4 separate regions of the Pan troglodytes genome follow, and regions 2, 3 and 4 are each linked to region 1. The links are chromatin contacts, called in public HiChIP or PLAC-seq maps. All regions are on one chromosome and are shown on one strand. Each heading gives the region's core, a stretch centred on a gene start, on an enhancer-like site or on the middle of the called end of the contact. The rest is flanking DNA. Distances are from core to core; before and after follow the strand shown.

Region 1 (2,693 bases), core at 72-2,571:
AGGAACAGGAACTAGGATGGGGGGTTGACAGGAACCCAGCGGGGGAAGGGTCCCCCGGGACCTCAGCTTAGGGAAGAAACCCCAGTCTCAGCTGGACAGATCCAAAATAGACTGAGGAGACATTCACACAAGCCCTAGTGACAAGCAGGGTCTGACTCCTCTCTGAGTGCCCAGGCCAGAAGGCGGAGTTAAAAGCTGAGCAGACAGGAGTGCAATAGATTGGCCTCTTCACCCCACTAACCCCAACACCCTTGCTCTTAGAACCCAGAACACAAGTGTCTTCCTGGAGTTACTACAATGCCCTAAACTGTTACTTTGTCAAAGTACTGGGGGTTCTGTTCTCCTGCCTCAAGTTGGGCCTACAACCCCTTCCCCTAGATAGTGCCCGCAGACCCTCCGACACCGCTACACTCCTTCTCCATTAAACAGCCCCCCCTTCCTTCAAAGCGCCTCCATGTCCCCTGCCCCTCATGTACCTCCTCCAATCCCCCACATCAGACAGAGACAGCCCCCTCACAGTGTACCTCGCAACCCCCCCACAACAAAGCGCTCCCGCCCTTCCCCCATAGAGGCCTCTGGAGAATGCACCTTGTTGCCCACCAGTTGAGTCCCCAACTGCTCCCGCGACTTCGTATCTTCCCTCAACACACAGCAGTCTCCAGATCTTCTGCAAAGCGCACCCCCATCCGCGTCCCTTCTTCCACGCTCACCCTGCCCCACACCTGTAGTTCCGTGGGTCCCGTTGCACTTGGGGACGTGGTAGTGGTTGGGGCAGTTACTGAGCAGCCCTAGCTGTAGCCTCCGTCTGCAAACCTCGCCCCTTCAGTCCGAGCCCCGCCCCCGCAACGCCCGGGCCCACCCTCTCCCTTGTCCCACCTTCCACCTTCTGCGGACTTGTCCCTTTCCTCGTTTAATTTCTCGAGCTCCTCCCCTGTAGCCCGGGCCCCGCCCCCTTCTGACCTCGCACCTCCTTCGCGTTTTCTTTGCATTTCCCCAGGATCCTCAGCTTTTCCCAGGCCCCACCCCCGATCCCCGCCTCCTCTCGGTCTCTCCGCCTTTCACCAGGACCCGCCCCCTCGGATTCCAGCCTGGCAGAAGTCGCGCCAGGACCCTTCCACCACGATCCCCCTCCCATCTCAGAGCCCCTCCTCCTTCCGCCCCTTCTCCCTCACGCCTCACCCGGGCGGTCGCACTCCAACCAGGATCCGCTGGCTCTGATTGGCGGTGGCGGCCCCAATGGAGGAAGGAGGAGACAAAGTGATGGCCGCGGGTCGCCTGAGGTCCCACCCCGGCCACGTGCGGCTTCTGTGATGACAAGTCTAGAGGGGCGGGGCCTCGGCCGGCAGGCTGCTAGCCTGAGCGGAGCGGATCAGGGCAGAGGTGGGGAGATGGAGCCAGGGCCGAAGCCACCAGCCTGAGGGCTCTGAGCCAGGTTGGGGCTATCTCGCTGTTTTCGCACCGGTGTGAGCTGCCGCCGGAACTCGAACCTCTTTGTAGGGATGTCTGGGTGGGCGCGTGCATTTGCACTAATAGGGGAGGTCCGTAGGGATTGCAAGGTAGTGCAAGGAATCTCAGGGGTCTGTGAAAATGAGGGAATCTGGGCGGTGGGGTTCAGGTCTGCGAGGTTGAGCAGTTTCTGAAGCCTACGCTGTGCAGGCGGGTGTGGGTTCTGGGATGGGATGGACAGTAGGAGTCAGATCTGTACCTACTGAGGCAGGTCAGCGAGATCTGTGAATTTTACGAGATGAGTGTTGATATGGAGTTAGGAGGGCCTGCAATTGCTGGAGAAAAGTGAGGCCTTTCCCTTGTACAGGTGTCTAATGAACTGCATGACAGTTACATATGTTCTGTAATTTAAGCGGCGCCCTCTCCCACCTCTCCCCAGGAGATACAATAAGGGAGGGCGACGCTTCCCAGACACCGGTAGATGGCAGCACAGGACACTTGCAGAACTGAGACAGCCCAGCTCAGCGCCAATCTGTGGCCTCTCCGAGGAGCGGACCGTTTGGGTCTGGATTTGATCAAGTTCTACAAAAGTCACATTCTTTTTTATTTTTTTTGAGACGGCGTCTCGCTCTTTCGCCCAAACTGGAGTGCAGTGGTGCGATCTCGGCTCACTGCAACCTCCGCCTACTGGGTTCAAGCAATTCTCCTGCCTCAGCCTTCAGAGTAGCTGGGATTACAGGCGCGCGCCACCAGGCCGGGCTAATTTTCGTATTTTTGGTAGAGACAGGTTTCACCATGTTGGCCAGACTGGTCTCAAATTCCTGACCTCAAGCGATCCGCCCGCCTCGGCTGCCCAAAGTGCTGGGATTACTGGCGTGAGCCACAGCACCCGGCCAAATCTCAGATTCTTTAGGCTCTGTGACTTTGTCAGTAGTTAACTTAAACTGGTTTACTCAACGTCAGTGGTGTGGAAGCGCAAAAAAAAGAAAGAAAAAAGTATTTTCTCTGGCCATAAGGAACTTATTATTTAGACAGTGATACAAATGCCTACATAATCCCAGAAGGGTAAACTAAGAAAGGTTTCGTGTAGTGGGAAAACCACAGAGTTTGAAGTCATCTAAACTTCTTCAACTTCAACTTCAAACTTCAACTTATGGGTTCAACTTATGAGTTTGTCTCATACCTTTGAGTATTTACTAGCTGTATAGATTTAGGTAAATTACTTGACTTTAAAAAAATTAATTTTA
Region 2 (2,693 bases), core at 78-2,577, 490 kb after region 1:
TATCAATACAGTACTTGAGAATTCCTGCAGGACTCAGCCTCGCTTCCTCGAGGAGCTCTCAGCCTGCCTCCGCACTCGAGACGGCAGCTTTCTCTCCCTCCGCCCACCGTTCCGCCGCTAGGTGGCAGGCGGCCCAACGACGCCCTTTTAAACCGTTTGCCCCGGAGTGGCCCGCCGGGATCGCGTGTCACCACCCAACCCTAGCGATGATTGGCTATTTCGCCGAGGCCGGAGGAGGAGCCAGCGGCAGAACCGGAAGCGTCTGGTACGGCGAGTGCACGGAGTCCTGAGACTGCGTGCGCACCCACGCACCGCGCCGACTTAAAGAGGCCAGTTGCAGCCCTTCCTCCGGCCTTAGGGGGCAGACCGTGTTCCTACATGGAGGGCGGAACCCTCACACTGAGGAGGGCTGGGTCACACTGAGGGGAGGAGTCACCTTGAGAGGAGGGGTCACAATGACTAGTGGAGTTCCTCGGAGGTGGGGTCTCACTGCGTGGGAGGAACACAGAGCAAGGGGGTGCAGCACTGAGGGGTTCTGACACACTGACGGTGGCAGTGCCACACTGGGGAAAAGTGCCCCCGAAAGGGAGGTGTCTCACTGAGGAAGGGAGGGGTCTCCGAGGGACAGCGTTCTTTGAGGGGGGTGGGATCTTGCGGAAGGACGGGCTTCCCTGCAGGTGGAGGCTTCTCTCTTAAGAGTCTTTTGGGCAAAGTAGTAAGAGGGAGGTCCCGGCTGGGTGGTCACAGGGCGGAGGACCTGGACTCTCTTCTTTATTGGGAGGCGGCAGGATGAAGTGAGGAGGAGTCGGGGCTAAGCTGGGTATGGGCCGGCCAAAGGCTTCCTATAGCCCCGGGGTATCACAACCTCCCGTGAAGGTAGAAGGTGTTAGGGAGGCCAGAGGTTCAAGGTGTCGGAGTCGAAGAGACCTGGGAAATGGGCAGGCTGGGCCGGGGCGCAGGCCAGGAAGGTGGACAGGTTGCTAGGCTACCTCTGATTGCGGCTGGGCCTGAGGGGCCTTTCTGCCCCGTTGGTCCCTGGAGCCCAGGAATCCGGCAGGTTTCTGAGCCCGATCCTCAACGGACAGTAACCCAGGGAGGAGAGGGGACTCCCTGGGCAGCTAAGCTTCGCATGCGCACCATCAGCCCTTAATTCCCTCCCGTTATTCAAGCTCAGGCCGGAGCTTATTTGACCCGGGCGGCCCAGGGCATCGCGGCCGGAAAGCGGGGAGGCGGGGGTGCGCACCTGAGGGGGCGTGGCCGCTGCCGGGAGGCCGGGCTGGAAGGAGTTAAGCGGAGGCCCGGCCCAGCCCCGCCCCCGGCAGGCCGCGGAGCCTGATCCCCGGCGGCTAAGCGGAGCAGCCGCCGCCCGCCCGCCCGCCCGCCTCCGCCCGCGGCAAGCCAGCCCGCCGGCGCCCCGGAGCGCTGCCGCCACCGTCACCGCCACCGCCCGGTCCAGGCCCAAGCCCAGGCCCTGCGCGGAGCGGAGCGGCGCGGCGTCCACCCGGGCCCAGCCAGCCGGCGCGGCGGGGGCGGGTCCAGGATCTTCGGCGGATCTTCCATTCTCAGGGCGGGAGCCGGAGTCCGGGCGCCCGGGATCGGGCTGGGCCCGCGCCCATGGCAAGCGCGGCCTGTCCGGGCCCTGGGGACCCTGCCATGTGAGGCAGGCCCGGGCTGGGGGCCCGGCCATGGCCGGGGAACGGCCCCCACTGCGGGGCCCTGGGCCCGGGCCTGGAGAGGTGCCGGGGGAGGGGCCCCCGGGGCCGGGGGGCACGGGCGGAGGCCCGGGCCGGGGCCGCCCCTCCTCCTACCGGGCTCTCCGCAGCGCCGTGTCTAGCCTGGCGCGTGTGGACGATTTTCACTGCGCGGAGAAGATCGGGGCCGGCTTCTTCTCTGAGGTCTACAAGGTAGGACCGGCCGAGAGGGCAGAGGGGCGGGACCGAGCCTTCAACCAGAGGCTGAAACTAGGGGGCCGGGAGTGCGGGGAAGAGGGTCCAGACTCCGGCGACCCGCCCGACCTGCCCGGCCCTCGCCGGCTGCTCCTGCCCCCAGGTTCGGCACCGACAGTCAGGGCAAGTCATGGTGCTGAAGATGAACAAGCTCCCCAGTAACCGGGGCAACACACTACGGGAAGTGCAGCTGATGAACCGGCTCAGGCACCCCAACATCCTAAGGTGAGCGGCCCCAGTCTCTGGGCAGCTTGCTGGGCGGGAGAGAAAGGGAAAGATCCCGCGGGAAAAGTGGAACTGAGGAGGAGCTGAGGCCTTTAATAGCCTATCCTTCTATCTTCCCCATCCTCTTGCAGGTTCATGGGGGTCTGTGTGCACCAGGGACAGCTGCACGCTCTTACAGAGGTGAGGATAGGCCAGGAAGGAGGGATCCCCACCCCCCTTCACCCCCAAGGATAAAGGGAGTCAACAGGCCTGGTGGATCTACGGAGGACTAGTGAGAGGCAACAGGATCTCCTCCCAGGGGAGGCTTTCCTGAACTTCCCTTTAGGCAAACCACATATAAAAGGCCTCAACTGCTCTTATTCTCTGTATCCCCTAGAACAGTGCTGTCCAATAGAATTTTCTTCAGTGACGGAAATGTTCTCTATCTGTGCTGTCCAATACAGTAGCCACTAGCCACATGTGGTTAAATTTAAATTATTTTCATTGTTTAGATTTTTTTTGTGGGTCAACTTGATTAAATAA
Region 3 (2,693 bases), core at 78-2,577, 460 kb before region 1:
GCTCCGAGGAAGGGAGTAACAGGCAGGATTATTTAGTTCTCTTCATATAGGCGACTCACAGTATGGGTTTTTGGGGGTTGGGATTGGGGGAGACAGCCATTGATAGTAACAGGAGGCCTGACACTGATGAGGGGCTTTGACGTGGAAGGGCACCCTTCCAGGGAGGGACGCCCTGTCAGTACGGAACAGAGCCCATGTGGGGAGGGGCGCCCGGCTCGAATGGCGACAGCGGCGGCAGAGTCAGGAGGTCAGTACGGTGGGCTTCGGTTTAAATCTTTAATGCACTGGCTGGCTGGGCAGCGGCGGTGGGGCTGCGGCGGGGGAAGCCACGACCCGAGCGCTGGGGAGTAGGACCCAGGCCGCTGGACAGACAGCTCATCAGGCCTCGCAGAGGCTCCAGCTTCTGCTCCCCGGGGTGCGCCGAGCTGTGGGGCGACCCGACACTGGCATGAGGCGGGGCGGGAGCTACCGGATTCCCCCCGATGGGTCCTCAGAGACTGAGTCCCGTCCATGCCCGGGGCGGGTCCGCGGTATCGCAGCCCCCTCACCTCCGCTCCCTCCGCCACATGCGAAGCCAGGGGAAAAAGTAGAAACAGCCCCAGTAGATCCTGCAGAGAGAGGGCAGAGCCGGGCGGGGCGGGGCGGGGCGGGGCGGGGAGGAGCTGACCCTACAGACTCCGCCCCGCGGTGCCTCGCCCTCGAGGAAGGCTCCGCCCCGCCTCTAAAAGCGGCTCCCTTCGCGCCCACGCCCCTGGGAGGCTCGCCCTGCCCACCCCTCGCCCCCGCAGAACTCCACCCTCCCCCACCCCGGAGCCGCCTGGTTCCTCCTCCGCAGAACCCGCCTCCACTCACTCCTCCTCCGCCTCCAGCGCCACCTCGTATCTCCTCATTCCCGACATGTCCTGGGCTCCGAACGTCTCCTGGGGAGCGGCATGATTGAATCAGGGATTCCCTAGCCCCAGGTCCCCTTCTCCGTCATTCTCAGGACGAGGCTGCCCAGTTCTCAGGTAATCTGAGGCTGATGCCCCCGGGAAGCCTCAGTTGCCACCACGGGACAGGGTGGGCTTGGAGATTTGGGAGGCACTGGAAGTTAAGGGGTGAGGAGGCCGGTCATCTCCGGGGCCTGGGGCATTTAGGGGGCCAGGACGAGAGGTTTGGCGGTCATGGGGCTGGGAGATTTGGGGCCCTGGGTGAGGATTTTCAGGGGCTGGGGTCACCTGGAGGGGGGGCTGAGAGGGGTCAGCGCAGCCTAAACTCCCGCCCTCCCTGGCTCCACCCCGGAAACGGACCGTTACTATTACGTCACAGGGATGCCGTTGCGCACTAGGTTTGCCTGTCCCCCGGAAGGGGTGGGGTGTTCATGTCTCCCAGAGGAGGCGGAGTCGAAACGTCATCTTACGGGGTGAGGCCAGGGGCGGAGTCGGTTGATTAAGATGCGGGCAAAGGACCCTCTTTTATAGGTGTTAAGTCAGGTTTTGGAGCTACACCTTGGGGGGCCGAGGCTTCCGCAGCAGGCAGCAAGAAAAGAGAGTTGGGACTAAGTCCAGTACTGTTTTCTTAATCCCCACGTCTCCTCTACCCCTCCCTGGGCTTCTGCCCTGCCAAGTGCCTCTCTTGCCTGCCTTCCTCCCCTTGTATGACCCTGGGCCGAGGAGGAATAGGTCCTCAGATAGAGTCCAGTCTAGAAAAGGCCAGGCTACGGAAATACCTGGTTGAGTGGCCTCGGCTAAGTCACTGAATGGCCGGAGGGTCATTGCCCTTCCTCTCTGGTCTGAGACCTATCTTCCTGTGATTTTTTTTTTTTTTTTTTTTTTTGCTACATTCATTCAATCAACAAATATTTGCTGAATGACCACCTGTGTGTCAGGCTCTGTGCTGGGCATGGGGATGTAGTAGTAAAGAAGACAGGTGGCCGGGCACGGTGGCTCACGCCTTTAATCCCAGCACTTTGGGAGGCCGAGGTGGGTGGATCACGAGTTCAGGAGTTCAAGACCAGCCTGGCCAAGATGGTGAAACCCCGTCTCTACTAAAAATACAAAAGTTAGCCGGGCGTGGTGGCAGGCGCCTGTAATCCCAGCTACTCGGGAGGCTGAGGCAGAGAATTGCTTGAAACTGGGAGGCGGAGGTTGCTGTGAGCTGAGATCGCACCACTGCACTCCAGCCTGGGCGACAGAGTGAGACTCCGTCTCAAACAAAACAAAACAAAACAACCAACAAACAAGACAGGCACCTTGTCTGCCCTCTGAGAGGTAGGGGTAGAGCTGGGAGGATCAAAAGAGAATAGTGAGATTCTTACTATAAATGGAGCAGGCTGGCTGGAAGAAGTAGAAGGTGTCAAGAAAGGGCAATCAACCCAGTGTAGGAGGTTGGAAATAGCTGCCCCAGACCTCTGACATCCCAGTCAAGGCCCAGTACTGAGCTGTAGTCGGTTTGAGTAAGGGGAAAGACAGTCTTGGGGCTGGGCTGACTGTATAGGAGGGAGTGACCAGAAATAAGTGGGGTGAAAGTTTCCTCTGGTTGAAATGTGAGGAATGGATACCCCTCTTCTCTCCCCCATCCCACCCTCTTTCTCCCTCTCATTCTTGTCTTCCCTTGTCTGAGCCACATACAGATAGCAGACAGAGAGATCCATGGGTGCTAGGTGGTTTTATTGGAAGCACTGCAGTCTGGGAGTTCGGAAGCTATGCTTTCAC
Region 4 (2,693 bases), core at 57-2,556, 290 kb after region 1:
CACCCCCATACCTGACAGCCAGTGGGTGAAGCCTAAAGTGGTTCTGGATAAACACCACTGGGCTAACATCCTGTCCTAGACCTGAGACCACCAATCTAATTAACAGAGTCATGGGACCTACGGCACCAGCTTCCTACAAAAGGTCCAAAAGAGTAGCAGGAGAGGTATTCTGGTGAAAACTAGTCCATGCTTCTCTTCCCTTTGTCTAGATCTGTCCTCGCTAGGACAGATCACAGCCTGGGTTGTGAGGACAAGGCAGGGGCCCACTGGGGAGAGGTGTGCCTGCCCGTCTTGGCAGAGGACTGAGGCTGCCACATACAGGACAGAAGATTAGGCTTAGGACTGTACCTTGGACTTTCATTCAGGCTCTATTCGAGGAAGAAGAGCTGCAGTAGAAAGCCCACTCCCAAAGGGGAAGAAATAAGGTAAAAGGCCTCATGGCGTGGAAATGGGAAAAGCTGAAACAAGAAAGATAGTGCTCACCTACTCTCTCAACCTGCACTAACACTACTTGTGGGGCAGGGACTAACGGGGCACCAGACAGGGAACTAGCTCCGTTTCCACTGCTTGCTAAATAAATCCTTAGAGTTCAGTTGCTCATTTAAAAACTTCCTCCTCCCCGCTCCTCTCCCAAGCCAGCCACTTCACATTTCTGCCTCAAAATTACCTCTTGAATCCATTGGGTCGCCTCAAGTTCCCACCACCACAAGAGTCGTGGCAGCTTTTAGGTCCTCATGCCTGAGTTACTGTGATAATCCCCTGCTTCCGTTCTTACCCTGCTCTCTTCACGCACTCCAATATAAAGTCCTTCTCCTATTAAACTATTCAGTGGTCACCCATAGCCTCCAGGCTGAAACTCCAAGACCCTCCAAGATAGCGCAGCCAGCACCGCCCCCCTTGCCCCTATCCTGCAGCTGTTCTAAAGTACTGCCCCGGCAGGTCCCCGACAAGCACTGTGTGCTCCTACCCCTCCGTGCCTGCACATGCTGCTCCCCTTGCTGGAAAATCTGCCAGCCTTTTCCACTGCTTTCTAGGCTCTGCTATCTGGACGCCTCCCCACAGCACTCTACGTATTGTTATAATTTACTTGTCTCTTTCCCCTCATCAGCCTGTGATCTACCCAAAGGCAGGATCTGAGTGTTGTATCTCCATTTCCCCAGCGGCCAGCATAGTTCGGGTACTTCAAAGCCAGATCGGCCCCTAGGGGCCCTCTCCATGGAGAAACGGTGGGTCTGGCACTTGAGGGTAGGGGTGTGGCCAGAGGCGGGCTCATGGGAGATGGGCGTGGTTTGTGGGCGGGGCTCTGCTCTAGGCCGGAACCTGGGTCTCTAGGGCGTCTGCGCAGGAAGGTGCGTTGAGATGGCAGTTGCCGGAGTTGGAGGCCGGGAGGCGACGGTGAGCAAGAGGCTCCCAAAGTGGGTGCCCGAGTAGAAGTTATCGCCTTCTCCCTCCCAATATTCCTTGAAGAGAGACTCTGTCCCCTCTCAGTATTTCCAGTAGCTGTCTATCCTTATACTTTCTTGAGACAACTCCCCATATTCGAGTATACTGGTTTTCCAGACACTCCCACAGAGGACATATTTGTCGAGATTATCTAAGGAAGGGGGGCTTTATCCCCCATGTAACTCCTAAAGGGCACATATTTTTCCAGTTATTTCATGAAGAGATACCCCCAAACCTCCAGCAATTGCACATTCTTGTTAACTCAGGGAGTTTTCCACTTTTCCAGCACTATGCAGATTCTCTAAGAAGTCATAATCCTTGTCCCATACTTGATCTGAAGTGGCACGTTTGCTATCATTCCCTCCCACTCTTTGGCATAGGATACCTACTCTAGAGGGAAGAGTCAAACTCTGGCTGGCTACCCATGGCTTCAGCAAGCTTTCAGATTTGAATTAGCCGCTAATTTCTGTAGGCTATATCTAATCAGAATTAGAACAGAAGTACCTTTAACAATGGACTTTTAAGAAAGAAAAATCACATCTTTCAGCCTAAGTTGTCGCCGTCGTATTCATTGTGAATATTCGGACTAACTCCCTGAATAATCCTCCCAAGCCCAGAAGCAGACAGGCAAAGTTGAAGAAGCAACAAATAGTGGAGATGGTATTGAAGTAGGAGTCAGAAGATTGGGCCCAGTTCTGCTACATTCTAGTCAGGAGATGACCTTTAACTTCTCAGAGCCTCAATAACTTGAATCTGTTATCTAGGACTAATAACTCCTGCCATGTCTACCTCAGAGGGATCAAATGGGCTCATATATATGAAAGCACTTTGAAAACTATACATTTTCTCTAAGTGTATAGGGGATTATTATAAATGATCCTCTGAGTTCTAATTAACTTCCAAGGAATTTGTCTTGCTTGGTACTAGGTTCAAATGCAACAGATATTTTTTGAGCGCTTACTATGTGCCAGGTATTCATCTAGACATGAGGCCTAGCATTGAACCAAAAGAGACAAAAACCCCTTATAAATTTAAGAATGAGTCGTCAGCATATTAAGTGCCTACTCATTACCCAGTGCAGCGTCAAAGCATGGTGAAGTAGTAGGAAGAATCTGTATTCTAGATTTAACTCTGCCACTATATAGCTGTGTGAGAAAGATTTTTTCCCTGTGTGAGCCTGAACTTCCTCATCTGTAAAATAAGGAAGTTAAACAAGGTAACCTCTAGTTTTCTAGTCTTGACTCATCTGT

What was found. HiChIP or PLAC-seq counts read pairs in DNA pulled down with a chosen protein or histone mark.
Region 2: a contact with region 1 is called in an H3K4me3 HiChIP or PLAC-seq map of stem cell-derived excitatory neurons, with 5 times the contacts expected there. The contact joins the promoter of TESK1 here to the promoter of ATOSB in region 1. A contact is called at or near these places in 1 of 7 Hi-C or Micro-C datasets (stem cell-derived neural progenitor cells) and 1 of 1 datasets of contacts at active chromatin or transcription factors (stem cell-derived excitatory neurons).
Region 3: an H3K4me3 HiChIP or PLAC-seq map of stem cell-derived excitatory neurons shows a contact between it and region 1, with 6 times the contacts expected there. The contact joins the promoter of LOC747332 here to the promoter of ATOSB in region 1. A contact is called at or near these places in 1 of 7 Hi-C or Micro-C datasets (stem cell-derived neural progenitor cells) and 1 of 1 datasets of contacts at active chromatin or transcription factors (stem cell-derived excitatory neurons).
Region 4: an H3K4me3 HiChIP or PLAC-seq map of stem cell-derived excitatory neurons shows a contact between it and region 1, with 3 times the contacts expected there. The contact joins the promoter of LOC104007846 here to the promoter of ATOSB in region 1. A contact is called at or near these places in 1 of 7 Hi-C or Micro-C datasets (induced pluripotent stem cells) and 1 of 1 datasets of contacts at active chromatin or transcription factors (stem cell-derived excitatory neurons).

Annotation. Positions count from the first base shown.
Region 1 is chr11:80,868,805-80,871,497 of NHGRI_mPanTro3-v2.0_pri, reverse strand. ATOSB (atos homolog B) reads right to left here and starts at 1,321. Exons shown (of 9, transcript XM_009456558.4): 1 at 1,180-1,321.
Region 2 is chr11:80,378,193-80,380,885 of NHGRI_mPanTro3-v2.0_pri, reverse strand. TESK1 (testis associated actin remodelling kinase 1) reads left to right here and starts at 1,327. Exons shown (of 10, transcript XM_054658822.1): 1 at 1,327-1,904; 2 at 2,050-2,171; 3 at 2,303-2,351. The coding sequence starts at 1,686.
Region 3 is chr11:81,330,749-81,333,441 of NHGRI_mPanTro3-v2.0_pri, reverse strand. It overlaps LOC747332, which reads right to left and starts at 1,327. Exons shown (of 4, transcript XM_024345621.3): 1 at 1,218-1,327; 2 at 853-920; 3 at 549-608; 4 at 263-425. The coding sequence starts at 899. The coding sequence ends at 269.
Region 4 is chr11:80,578,702-80,581,394 of NHGRI_mPanTro3-v2.0_pri, reverse strand. It overlaps LOC104007846 (phospholipid-transporting ATPase FetA-like), which reads left to right and starts at 1,306. Exons shown (of 21, transcript XM_016960478.3): 1 at 1,306-1,395.